2 separate regions of the Zea mays genome follow, and region 1 is linked to region 2. A link is a contact called in public Hi-C data. All regions are on one chromosome and are shown on one strand. Each heading gives the region's core, a stretch centred on a gene start, on an enhancer-like site or on the middle of the called end of the contact. The rest is flanking DNA. Distances are from core to core; before and after follow the strand shown.

The links. A called contact is a pair of places that touch in the nucleus more often than the background predicts.
Region 1: a contact with region 2 is called in a Hi-C map of root tip, with 7 times the contacts expected there. The contact joins the promoter of LOC100277295 here to the promoter of LOC100283234 in region 2. A contact is called at or near these places in 12 of 25 Hi-C or Micro-C datasets (bundle sheath, ear, endosperm and 5 more) and 1 of 3 datasets of contacts at active chromatin or transcription factors (seedling).

What each region holds. Positions count from the first base shown.
Region 1 is chr1:38,488,594-38,495,474 of Zm-B73-REFERENCE-NAM-5.0, reverse strand. LOC100277295 reads right to left here and starts at 3,032. Exons shown (of 1, transcript NM_001360554.1): 1 at 2,227-3,032. The coding sequence starts at 2,833. The coding sequence ends at 2,426. LOC100274171 (SH3 domain-containing protein) reads right to left here. Exons shown (of 25, transcript NM_001360553.1): 20 at 5,855-6,080; 21 at 5,497-5,628; 22 at 5,262-5,405; 23 at 4,901-5,080; 24 at 4,382-4,441; 25 at 3,700-4,293. The coding sequence ends at 4,222. LOC100275298 reads left to right here and starts at 898. Exons shown (of 4, transcript NM_001149413.1): 1 at 898-1,297; 2 at 1,401-1,493; 3 at 1,596-1,733; 4 at 1,847-2,104. The coding sequence starts at 1,073. The coding sequence ends at 1,888.
Region 2 is chr1:38,265,487-38,272,658 of Zm-B73-REFERENCE-NAM-5.0, reverse strand. It overlaps LOC100283234 (50S ribosomal protein L4-like), which reads right to left and starts at 4,982. Exons shown (of 2, transcript NM_001374454.1): 1 at 4,050-4,982. The coding sequence starts at 4,956. LOC100285700 reads right to left here. Exons shown (of 11, transcript NM_001158591.2): 9 at 6,786-6,854; 10 at 6,644-6,698; 11 at 6,022-6,491. The coding sequence ends at 6,289.

The DNA.
Region 1 (6,881 bases), core at 1,783-4,282, 220 kb before region 2:
TTGGATTTCTATTTTTTTAAGGTAAAATAAAATAATTTCCCTCGAGAAGATGAAAATCCCTTGAAAAAATGTGGTTTCCAAATTAGCCCTTAATGTTGCATTTGCAGCCCTCCACCAGATCAAACCTCAGGGCTCTTTTGGAACAAAGGAAAAATGGAGGAACTTTGAAGGATTAAATTCCTGTAGAAAATTTTCCTATGTGGCCCTTTGGAACAAAGGATTGACTTCCTACAAATCCTATAAAATTCCTATAGAATCGACCATTGTAGTGAGATTTTGAAGAATTTTTAAAATGGGGTCCAACCTCTTTAAAAAATTCTTATGATTTGGAAGTGTCATGCAACTCTATTTCTACATTTTTCCTATCCCTATGTTTTACTAATTCTACAATCCAAAGGATGCCTCAGTAAATACCGTTCATGCGACCCACCTAAGGGCCTGTTCGGTTAGCTCTCAATCCATGTGGATTGAGTAGGATTGGGTGAGTTTAAACCCCAAATAAATCAAATTTCTTCACAATTTTTTCCAATTACATCCAATCCATAGGTAACGGTATTAACCGAATAAGGCCTAATCGGGTTATTCCTTCATCACACCGGTTTCAATGTTGTCAATGTCAATGAGAGTAAAATAAATTGAAGAATGATATATGCTCATCTAAATAATCAATATTTATTAGAGAAATAAAAATAGCTTTTTGTCTTGTATCTATTTTTTTCTACTTTTATCTGCTACGTTGATCTCTAGACACCGAGAGTAAAAGATGATAACCACCCAGTACGAGCTACGGCATCACAATTCACAACCTCAGAGGAGCGATCAGTGAGCATTCCTGGCCTCTCACAAACTTCCGGCAAAGGCAACGAGAGCTACCTGCGCCTACCCGCCCTGTCCTCCTCGAGATATTTTGCAATGCCTTCACAAATATCTCGTTGGCCCCGCGGCACGGTGCCATCAGCCATCGCGGGCGACCGCGCGCCATTATAGCACACGGGGCACGGCACGCCTTCGGCCTCCCACTAACTGCACAGAGGACGACGCGGCAGCGAGGAGGAAGCAAAGGAAAGGGGATATGTCGAGGCCGCCCAACAGGAGCGACGCGCACCTCTCCGCCGAGGACGAGGCGGCGCTGGAGGCCGAGGTGCGGGAGTACTACGACGACGCGGCGCCAAAGCGCCACACCAAGCCCTCCCGCAGCGAGCACTCCGCCGTGTACGTCGACGCGCTCGTCCCGGACGTCGGCGGCAACTCCCACCCGGAGCTGGACAAGTTCCAAGAGCTGGAAGCACACACCGAGGTCTCTCGCGTCTCTTCTCTCCCTCTCCTCCCGCCGGAATTCCGAAGGCTCAACTGTAGCACGCACGGGTCAGTATAATATAATCTGTGTTTTTTTTTGTCAGAGGTTGGTGTACGAGGGCGCCAATGTGGGAGATGAGTTCGTGGAGACGGAGTACTACAAGGACCTCGGCGGCGTCGGCGAGCAGCACCACACGGTTGACACGACCTTCTTTAATTCCCACCTCCTCCTTCTGGCTTCCAGTTCCAGACTACTGTTATTTTACTAGTGCGTGCTAATATCTGGCGCGTGCGAGCAGACCGGAACGGGTTTCATCAAGATGGACAAAGCTAAAGGCGCCCCCTTCAAACTGTCTGAAGATCCCAATGCAGAGGAGCGACATGCTTCTTGCAGGGGAAACCCTGCTACCAACGAGTGGATCCCGTCAGCTAACACGGTAAGACTGGGTGAGCACAGTCCAGTTTATCCTATGCAGGTGCAGGGTCGGCTCCAATCGGCGTCTCTACTCACGAACGCATCGTTAAGCAAGTTGCTGTTGCTTCCTTTCAGGTGTACCCGGCGTCAGACAAGCCAAGCAGAAGCGACAGCTGAGGGACTGTATATCTCCAGCCATGAGAATTCAGACGGGTGCTTTCCACCATTACCATTAGAATAAGGAACCACACTGGTTGTCCACCGTATCTTTACTGTTCTGCGTCGAGATTCTTGTGATTCTTACATGGAACAAATTAAGCGTGCTACGAGTTAGACCTCTGTGTTCTGGCTGTAAATGGCAAGGAATAAAGTTCTAATCGTGGTTCAGCAGTCAATCAATTACTCTGTTTCTGATCCTAAGGCTCTAGAAACAATCGGACCTTCAAAATAAACTAAGCGAAAATTCTATGTCGTTTCGAAATTGCCTTTCAACCACACCAGACAGAAAGAGGTGGGGTGATAAAGATTAGAGCAAGAACATGGTATTTATTATATAGAGATTAGAGATACAAGTTGAAATGGTTGTTGATACAGATATTACCAAGAAACACCTACGAACTGCCTGCTGGTGATCGATTGATTTAGGCCTTCACTTCAAACTCGCTACGGGTAGCCGGGTAGGCAAGCAAGACAGACGAGCATGGAGGATACGGATCAGTCATGGTGCGCAGAGGCCGCCGCGGCGTCGGTGGACTCGGCCGTCGGCCGGACGCGGAGGCGTGCGAGCTCGGCGTCGATACGGCCGGTGAGGATGAGCAGGAACATGCGGAGGTCGCAGAGGAAGGACCACACGGGGTGACCGAACGTGGCGGGGCGGTTGCCCTCCAAGAAGAAGTGGCTGTACCACGCCATGCCGTACCCGAGAATGGGGCCCGCGAGGAGGACCGCGGCGCGGCCAGTGGCGGCCGCGAGCACCGCGCAGGCGAGCGAGGCCAGCGTGCCGAGGAAGTGCCACCGCCGCGTGCCCGGCTTGGAGTGCTGGCTCAGGTAGAAGCCCCAGAACTCCTCCATGCTCCCGAACTGCTGCCGCTTCCCCGCGGTCTCGCCGCCGCTCCTCCCCATCAGTCGCGGTCGCTGGACCCTTCCGCTCCGCGCTGCGCTGCTTCACAGGCAACGGTGCGTTGCGTTGGTGCCCACTGCGCAATCACTGGCTCTCTCTCTCCTTTATCCCTACTCTGATGCAGTCGCGATCGGGGTCCGGGGAGCTCAGCAGAAAGAGAGCATGCTGGAGCCTGGAGGCAGGCGATACAAGAAATGCCCCGCCTTGTGCAATGCCCGTTGAAAGCTGCTATCAGGAACGCCGTCGAGGAGACACGGAACCGACCGACCGGGCGACATTTCCTAAGGCAAATCAGCAAATCGGTAAATGGCCAGGAGCATGGCAACAATAGTTAGCGCAATTCCAAGACCATATTTTCAGAATAACTTTTGATCCAATCACGTTTTTCTACATCTACCGATGGTAGCGCGAACTGGAAAAGCAGCAGCCGCTAACAGCCCCCCGCCATAGACCAAATAGACGACCAGACCAGACAAGCCAAGGTTTTAGCATTAATCCATACCGACTTTTGTCTCAAAAGAATCTATAGATTGCAGCTGTAACAGCTGCATCAGTGGCTAACTTTAATCTAAAGCAAACAGCCTAAATTGTATTTGGTGCTGTGCCGGACTTCGGTACCAAGCTTTAGCCTGATGATCCTAAACAAAACTACGGCTTTATAGGATGTTTGGTTTGAGGAATGAACTAGTCCATCATCTTCTCACTCCTCACTATTTTTGTTTGGTTTGTGAAATGGAATAAGTTGATCATCACCACCTCATTCGTCATAATTAGTTAGTTAGTACTAATATGAGGAATAGGGTCATCCTACCAAATTTGAGGAATGAACACATGATGCACCACCTCAATTTGGATGTAGTGATTTCTTAAACCAAACACCCCCTTATAGTTATATACTCTGTAATCCACCCGGAAACAAATATACACAACATTAATGACACTATTTTACCACCAGAATCACACCATACACGACCAAAATAATATATGCCGGGGAAATGATGCCTCTACAATTTTACTAGAATATATATCGCACAACACGAACTGGAGACGACGAAATTGCCTTCTTGAACACAGACGGCAGCAAAATGGCACAGATGAACGGTTTAACCTCTGAAGAGTCTCCACCTTAGCAACAAAAAACAATCAATTGAATGACTAGTGGTGTGGGTCCAGACAAATCAACACGTAAATCTTTCCCAGGAACAGCACTGCAGCATCATACGAACCCCAAGATGACTGGATATGACCTGCTTCCACAAGGCCACGTGCCTATACGACGGGCACGAGTTTATGCGAAGATCTCTCGGGAGCATTCCAGTGTGCCTTTTTGTTAAGCCCATGAACTCCAAACAGCTTCCACAAGTGTGGGAAACGATACACACGGCTGTTATCATGAACTCACATACAGAACAGGAACCAGACCTGCCATCTTTCCATCCCTTCCAGGCCTCCTTTTCTTCACCTGAGCACACACAAAAAAATCGTCAACCTTAAAATCTGTTTGTTTCAAATCAAAGACAAGTAAAGTCTATGGTGAGATGGGAACTTACATAATACCAACCATCGACCTCGTATTCAATCTCCACTTCTTCTCCAGAGTTTAAACTCAGCTGAAAAAACAATGTACATGAATAATGAATAAGTGTGTTAGAATGAAAGCAGATTCAACCCAGATTGCTATCTAGAGGCTGCTGCCGGGCCAAGGTTCACCGGAACCCACAATTAACCATGGTATTGAACCTAAACCCTAAAGACTAGCTTGATAGGTGAGGGTCCTCCAAAAAAGAAAATTCCAATTTAGGACTGAACCTAACCAATTGTCCTCTTGTTTGCATTCAAATGAAAGCCGTCTCTCTCTTTGAGCTATTTGCCACTGAACTGGATAGTTACAATAATACATTAATAACAATTATATCCCAATAGTAAAGACAGTGAATCACTTATAAACATCCGTTACCCCAAGCCAGAAAAAAAGATTTCAGAACCAACATTCCATCAAACTCTGAACATGGAAGTATCACTTCAGGAATTTATAAGACAAACAACAAAAAGGATTACTACCCGCGTACCTCATCATCACCGCCTGCTGTGAAGTCATACAAAGCTTTCCCAGACTGAGGGTTACCAGAACTCTTATCTTCATCCTCGTGGGATCCGAAACTTCGTCCTCCACCCCCTCCAAGGGGGTTTTCAAATGATTCCTTCCTCTGTAGTACTGACGTCGAATATGAGGGTGGTTCTTCACGTATCTGAAGCAAAGGCAAACCTATCAGAAACCATATCCATCCATTCTGTAAAATGGTTTAAAATTGTATGGTACAGTATCTGCTTTGTCTAAACTCAGATAACAATGTTAAGTAAATGTTTTTTTAGCACACCCTCCTCTCGGCACCAAAGAAATGAACATAGCATAGATGCAGTAGAATATACCGTTTGTTGTGAGGCCCCATGACTTGACGGTTTTGAACTGAACAGTGATGGATAGTTCATGCCTCCAAAATGGGACGATATGGAGGTTTCAACAGAACCAGTTGATTCAGGAGAGGATCCACCAGAGTACCTACCATCATCTTCCTGCAACAAATGATTATTCAAGCTTAACTATCTGTACACATGTAGGAAGCATGTGGAGTAAACTACATTGAGCATGTGTAACAATACTTACCTCTGCATCGTAAGTTTCAAGAATTGTCTTAGCCCACATATCATCATATCCGACTGATGGCCTCGAGTTCATGTATTCCTCATCATCCACATCAGGAGCATCAGTTCCAGCACCGGCAAGGAAGTCCTTTACCTACAATTCAATCAAACAGTTCCAATGACAATGGCTAGCAAAATGTTGCTCCCAAATTAAGCACATTCAATGAAGAAAAGAGTAATTATCCGGAAATGATTAAGAAATGAAGTCATCTTTCTTTTTTCATAAAAAGGTCATTTTCCTAAAAACACAATAGGCCTCAAACAGGTAGAAAGCTGATACATAACAGTAGTAATTTATGAAACACAACAAATAATCTTACTTTATCCACAGCTGGAGCGTTGTTTGCCCAAACATCGTCTTCCAAACCTGCTGCCCAGGCCATTGCCAGATCGGGATCAATACCAGACTGGACAGTATTGGTCTCTTTATGTACTTCTTTGGACTCATACATGAGATCAGATATTCCAGTGGCAACAGCAGGATCACTTAGACCACCAGAAGCACTTATGTTATGACGGTTGCGGTAGATCTCAATTAGCTTGGCACTGTCCATACAGTTGAACATACTTAATATCAAGAGACAGGATACTAACAAAATAATGCATCCAGCAAAAGAAATTAAAGGAGACATCGATTTAGCACAAGCGCACATGAACTATTAGAAAAATGTTAATTCTTGTGATGGATCGATTTGTGAAAGGGCAACAAGCTAAATTGGTTAGGTGGTCTTAGCACTCATGTCCTGAGTTTGACTCCTTGTGAGAACGAGAATTTTAGGTTGGGTTAAAAAAATCCCCTCACCTATTCTACACCAAAGCACATGTCTAAAGTCCAGCCCCTGGTCATAGTCGTTGTCACATGGGCTATGGCGCCGGGGTTTAAGGTTTAGTGGGACAGGTGTTCAGAGGTTTTCTCAACCTGCATGAGGTCTTCTTAATGCAATACTAGGGATTGTCTTACCCCCTTGCTAACATGCATGGTCAACTAGATACATTTAGATCAAACTAAGTACGTAGATTAGTACCTTCTTAGTTTGATTCAAATGTATTTAGTTGTCTGTAAAACAATTTTAGCTAGTTATATCAGTAGAGCCTAAGTTGACATGGGAAGATGAAGTAAAATAAGACTTCAAAGGATGGAATATATCCAAAGATTTAGCTTTGAATAGGAGTGCATGAAAAACAACTATCCATGTGCCTGAACATTGACTTGTGGTTTCAGTTGGATTTCAACTCTAGCCTACCCTAACTTGCTTATGTCTAAAAGGCTGTGTTGTTGTTGTAGATCAATAGAGCCTATGTTTTGGCATACTTCCAACAGCATGGACCAGAGCTTGTGGACAGTGA
Region 2 (7,172 bases), core at 3,733-6,232:
TCCAATATGTCAGGCAGCATAAATATCCCCGTGGTTAAGTTTTCTTGTTTTTCTGGATTAGTTTCCTAAAATATTGTAGATTGGTTTGTTAAGTTAGAGCCCTAGATGAATACATATAGATTGGTTTGTTAAGTTAGAGTCTTAGATAGATACATGTGGGTTATATACGACCTATATAAAGGCCCTTAGACAATGAATAAAGATTCAAGCAGGCTTGCTAAGCTTCCCCTAAAACGTGTATTGTTCATCCGTGGACCGTGGGTACTGTTCGCCCCTCCCAAATCCTGCCTTCCTCCTTCAACCCTAAGACGACAGCGCCCAAGCGCTGGGATCTTTGTACCCGTCCTTCTGTGCAACACATCTACGGTCTCAGGAACACAAGCTCCAACAATCTGGTATCAAAGATGCCAGGAGGTGACATCGATCCTCAGGTTACGGCCGCCGCTGTGGCTGCCACCAACGCCACCACCGACTCAGGGGACATGAAGTAGCTCATCATTGACCTCCAACAACAGATGACACAACATTTCTCCTCCCTCTTTGCATGCCTCACTGTCGTGGAGGACCAACCTACCATCGCGTCCTCCTCCGTCACCCCGGCTGGATTTCCCTATCGCCTCCTTGGCTTCAAAGGATTTCCCCCACATCCACCCCAACATCGCCTACCCCCACTCTCCTGCTCTCTGTTGCCCTTCCACTCGCTGCCGCTCCATCACTCGCCACCCAGTTACCATCTACTATTGTCGCCCTTCCACAGATGTTGTCGACGCCCACCTCTGTCGTCACGTCGCCCTCCACTATCTCCCACCTTTTGCTTCTCATCCACCAAATCGCCTTCCCGCACTCACCATCACTCCATTCCCTCCTTTGCCGCTCACCAGCCCCCTGCACCATCCATGTCGGTTGCGGCGCCAGTGACCACCACGCCACACTTCCATAGGTTGTCCTTCCCCACCTACGATGGGAAGGAGAACCCCCTCGGCTGGTGCAACTGTTGTGAGCACTTCTTTTGTGACCAACACACCTTATAGTGCGACAAGGTTTGGTTGGACTCCTTCCACCTCACCGGTGTCACCCAGTAGAGGTTCTACATGCTAGAACAAAACAAGGGCATCGTCGTACGGCCTTGTTTCAAGGAGCTTTGTCAGCAGCGCTGCGGAACTCCCCTCCGGAGCAACCACTAGAGTGAGTCAGCATGTCTCCAGTTTTGATTGACGACCTAAGGCTACCAGGAGAGCTTCCTGGCGCTCCTTTGCCATGCCATTGCACTTCCTCCCCCACACCAGCAAGCACAACTTTTCACTGTTGGCCTACCTGGTCGCCTCCATGTGGACGTCGAGCTATGTTGCCCGACCGACCTACAGCAGGCCATGGCCCTAGCCCGAGCATACGAGCGACACACCCTACCCACAATGGCCGCCCTTCGACGCCCACCAGCACGCCCACTGAGCATGCCGGCCTTGGCTCCTACAACGCCAGCTGCAACGATGCCCACTGCCTCGAGTTCTCCGACGCCTACCATCAAACATTTCACCCCAGCAGAGATGACAGGACAACGTCGCTATTGGTTATGCTACAACTGCCACGAGTCGTTCACCCGCGACCACTGTAACCAGCGCCTCTTCTACCAGGAGTTGACCAACACAGATGACTTGGCCGACCCAGAGGAGCCATCTGCTTCTGACGGCCACTTCTTCTCCGTGGAGGTGACTGACTCGGCGGAATATGTCGGGATGGTCGATCCCGATGCCGCCACGCCCGTCTTCTCCCTCCATGCCATGGTTGTCCTTCGCACGGCTGACACCATGCAGGTCTTGGTCGATGTTGGTGTCGGCAGCTCATCGCCCTCATGGATACTGGCTCCACTCACAACTTCGTCAGCGCCCAAGCCGCAAGGGACATCAGTCTCCCCCTTCATCACTTGCCCTACCCTCTAAGTTGTCGTGGCTAATGGCGACAGGGTGCCTTGCCTCGGCCGTGCGGATCACGTCGCCATCTCCATCGTAGGCAAACGCTTCGATATCAACTGCTACAGCATTGACCTTGGGGGTTATGACATCGTCCTCTGTGTGGCATTCTTACACACCCTTAGGCCCATTCTTTGAGACCTCAATGGTCTTTGCATGGCCTTTGGGCGCACGGGTCAACAGGTCCATTGGAAGGGTGTCGGCTCTCAATGTTGTGCAACGACGTCGATAGCCCTCCACACTATTCTGCCTGAGCCGCGACCACTCCTTGACGATCTTCTCGCCAACATCGATGTCTTCGCCATGCCTTCTGGATTGCCACCAACTCGTGCATGTGACCATTGCATTCACTTGCAGCCAGACACGACAACAGTCGCTGTCCGACCCTACCGCTACTCGTAGGTCCATAAGGACGAATTGGAGTGCAAAGTCGTCGACATGCTGGTCTAGGGCGTTATTTAGCCTAGCACGTCGACCTTCTCCACATCGATGCTCCTCGTCAAGAAGCATGACTCCTTGCTCTTCTACATCGACTCCTTGCGCTTCCTCAACGACTACACGGTGAAGGACAAGTTCCCAATCCTCGTCGTCCCCGTCGTTGATGAGCTCCTTGACGAGCTCCATGGCGCCCATTTCTTCATAAAACTGGACCTACGCTCCGGGTACCACCAGATCCGCATGCACACAGGCGACATCGAGAAGACCGTGTTTCACACCCACCATGGCCACTTTGAGTTTCTGTTGGTGCCAGTTGGGTTGGCAAACACGCAGGCAACATTCTAGAGCCTCATGAATGAAGTCACGCAGCCCTTACTCCGTTGGTTTGTCCTTGTTTTCTTTGATGTATTCTCATCTACAACGACTCGTGGTCAACTCATCTGCAACACGCCTTTTTCGACGCCTCCATGCACACTCCCTCTTTGGCAAGCTCTCCTTTGGCATGACGTCCGTCGCATACCTAGGGCACGTCATCTCCGTAGATGGCGTAGCCATGGATGGAGACAAGGTGGAGGCCGTCACGTCTTGGCTGCACCTTCCTGGGCCTTATGGGGTACTACAGGAAGTTCATATAGGAATTCGACCTCATCGTGGCGCCACTCACCAGCTTGCTAGGGAAGGACACCTTCCACTTGTCACCGAAGGCTGAGACGACCTTCACCGCACTCAAGCGCGCACACTCCACTGTGTCGGTCCTCCATCTGCCAGTCTTCGATACCTTGTTCGTCGTGGAGTGTGACGCGACGAGCATAGGGTTCGGCGCTATCCTTCAGTAGGGCGCAGGACCACTGGCCTACTTCAGCTGACCATTCGTGCCATGACACCAGAAGATCGCCGCCTACGAACGAGAGCTCATCGACTTGGTGCAAGTCGTGCGTCATTGGCGCCCATATCTCTGGGGGCGCCGGTTACTCATCTGCACCAACCACTTTAGCGTGAAGTTCCTGCCTGATCAACGCCTCTCAACGATCCTGCGGCACCAGTGGGTGAGCAAGTTGTTCGGCTTCAACTTCACGGTGTAATACTGCCCCAGTTGTCTCCATACGGTCGACCACGCCCTCTCCCGCCGTGACACCGACATCATTGGCCGCCACAACAATTGTGTCTTGTTTTTGTTTCTTTGCAGGTTGGCTCTCTCATGAAATTTGTGGTTGTCCTATTTTATGTTGAGGCGTGTCTGCCATTCAGACAAAACCATCTTATTTCCCTTCAATGCAAGGCAGAGCTCCTGCCACTCTCTTTTAGAAAAATGAGAAATATGGTAAGAGGTGCATTTTTATTCAGCAAAACATAGTCCTGTACAAAACCGATATTCAAACCCCATGTCTTGGTCCTTGAGTAGTGTGGTTTTATGCCATTCAAATTTACATTGTAGATAAAATGTTCCCCAAAATAATGGTGATGCAATTCAATCCAATCGGCATTACTGCTTCGTAGCACTACCATTTGCTATTCTCCTTCAACCTGTTGAGACATGTACTAACTGAAGGATAGCAGTTACTAGCAGAGAGCCCATATATGGCCAGTACAGGAATAATCAAGCAGCGCACTGCAACCAGCAAAGCATACTCTGTAGCTATGTACCTGGAGCAGCATCTGCTGTGGTGCCTTCTTCTGCTTCTTGCTCGACCAGTTCCTCCTCGCCATCATCCTCGTCATCAGTATAGTAGTCATCGGAAACACTGGCTCCGTACCTGGAGTTGAGGTAGTCTACAGCAGCAGGAGTAAAGAAGAGCTTGCGTGCGTCGAGTATGTCGTACAGGTTCAGCGTCCTGGGTGTGAGCATTTTGAGGGAACCAATGTTCCTGCCGCTGAGCCGCACATTGTCGTCGAAGTCCGTGGCAAAGAACATGGCTTTCTGCTTCGGGTCAAGCCCCCACCGCTGCAAAGCGGCCACGAAATCCCTGGTCTTGGGCCCCGACGCGAAGGCCTCCTCGAACTCCTCGACAACGAAGGCGTCCTTGGCGGCGCTCACGATGGCAGTGGAGATGGCAAGGCGCTTCTCCTTGCGGTTGATCTTGATGGACCAGTCGCGGGGCTTGGGGCCGAACACGACGCCACCGCCGGGACGAAGCGGGGTACGCTGCGACCCCCGCCGCGCCTTCCCCGTCTTCTTCTGCTGATAGGGCTTCCTCCCTCCGCCTCTGACCTCGCCGCGGGTGAGCGTGGAGGCCGTGCCTCGGCGCGCGTTCTGGCGGTCGGTGATGATAGCGCGGTGCACGACAGCGCGCGCGGTGGAGGGTGGCGCGGATTTGAGGTCGAGGGTTACCTCCCCGACCTTCTCTCCGGTGAATGAGAGCACGGGGAGGGTGGCCGCCTCGGCGCGCAGCGCGCGGAGGACGGAGACAGCCGCCCTCGTCCTGACGGCGGCGTGTGGAGTGACGGCAGCGGAGGAGGGTGGGAAAAAGGAGGTGGATGAGGAAGAGAGGAAGGGGGAGGAGGACGAGGAGAGCGAGAGGAGGAGAGGGGAGACTACGGCGGCGGCTGGCATTGTGCCGGCTTCGCTGCGCTAGGTACGGGACTACGGGGTGAGGCGAGGACGATGGCTCTGACGCTCTGCCTCTGCAGCTGCCGCTTCTCTATCCCTTTGTTATCCACCCGTTCGGTTCGGCCACTCCTCCCCAGACAGACTCGTAGTCCCTACTTGCCAACGCCACAAGAAGGCACACTGTCAACTGTCTCAGGAGTCACCGAGTCAGGTCTCATGCCGAGTCGGCTAGTCGCAGTCGCACTTCACAAGTTTGAGTAATTTTTCCTTAAAAATCCATTAATATTACAAGTAATGAAAGGGCATTTGCCGTGTTAAGTGAATTTATTTGCTTGCAGTTTGCTAAAACTGGTTGACACGGGACGGGAGGAGACGAAACCGTGCCTGTGCACTTAAGTCAGCTGCACCTGCAGACTCAACTGCAAGTGCCCAATGCTTTCAGCACAGCTGGGATAGATAAAGGGTGAAAACGAATCTTCAGAAATTCTAGGTAAAAAGGATTAGGCTATCCGCAACCGTTACCCCTAAATTTTTCCCCCTATATCACTTTTCCCCCCTATTTTTCTCCCTATTTTTTCATCTCCCGCAGCGGTTCCCCCTAAATACTCCCCTATACCCCACTACAACTATAAAATATCATTTTCTATATCAACTATTAATTTTTTATCTACTAACAATTACTCGTGGACCCACAGCACAGTGTTTAGGGTGATGAACAGTGACACGCTAGATCTGGGGGGAGATAGAAGGGTGCCGACGCGTAGGGGGCGCTGTAGGGGGCACCGCTGCGGCCGTAGGGTGCCCCCTACAGACGGCATGCAAGGGGAGGGGGAGTGCTAGCGGTGACCGCTGCGCACAGCCTTAATCAGAAGTTCTACGTTCCCTTGGCTTCCTGATGATAACCAACTTGCACGCGTCTCCTTACCGACAAGGTAACAAGCAAAGTCATGCAGGTCAAGAAACCTGAATAGATGACTGCGGATTGCATTCTCATGATAGTTTTTTTTTCCAGATATTCTGCCACCCTTGCACAAACCATAAGGTAAAAGCAAGTCAGGAAATCAGAAGTTTAGAGCAGATGGCCGAAGTTCAAATTATCATACTTATTTATTTTCTTCTGTTTCGATCTTCCACGATACATTCTACATGAATGATACAAATATCTATCCAACATAGTCTTTGGTCCCTACGTGAATCATACTGGCTATTGTGTAACCTACAGTTGACATATCCAAAGCAGAGGCGAGCTCTATAGCTTGTCGACCTTGTTTACGGTTTATGCGGATAATAAATGGCTTTTTAGGATGATATACTAACGCTTGCGATGCCCGTAGTTCATCTTGATGACTTTGATGGTAGTTTCTTAACCAGACTAGTGTTACCAGTTACCAATAGTCGAGCACCCTTCACCAGCTCCTCCTTAATCATAAAAAGCAAAGCAGAAGCAAAAACACTTTGCACAATTTTTGTGCCCATTCCTTTGTACATCCCTGACAGACCCTCATATCGTACCATCTTTGTGAACGCATCAAGTGTACCTGAGCGCAAGAATGGCACATTAAGATCTTCAATAGTTTGTCAGTAACAGCAAGAAATGGCGTGGCAAGTTAAATATTATTCAATACCAATCCAGTAACAGCAAGAAATGAGACCTGATTAAAGAAAGACAAAAGGTAGAGAACTTCCGTACCTTTGTAGCGATGCCTCTTGTCATCGTTAATCATGTGCTTTGCCTGAAGTCTTGCCTGCACGAAGAAAAGGCTTGATTTATGGTATGCACTCAAATATGCAAGTGAACAACTGTGGTTATCACCAATCCAATAATTAATCACCTTAACAACTAGAAGGGGATACGTAACGACGGTTGCACCAAGTTTCGCAACAGCACCAAGAAGAAAAATCTGAATAAGAATGTTTGCAATGTCAGGTTAGAGTTTTATCATAAACCATAGGAATACTAGTATAGATGGGCAGATGAAAGTGCCAAATTATCTCCAACATCTAGAGTCAAACATATAGCAACCAATACATGTCCCAGACAAACAGGCTTTCAAGTCACTTTTTTTCCACCACAGACAAACCAAAGTTCATTCAAGTCACTTTTACAATAGGTTCAGGGTTTCAGACCCCAATAAAACAAGTAATCACTATGCAAACTGGTATTGTCAAAACTCAAGATAAATCACTTGAGGCAATTCCTACCACTGGAAAAACAAAAG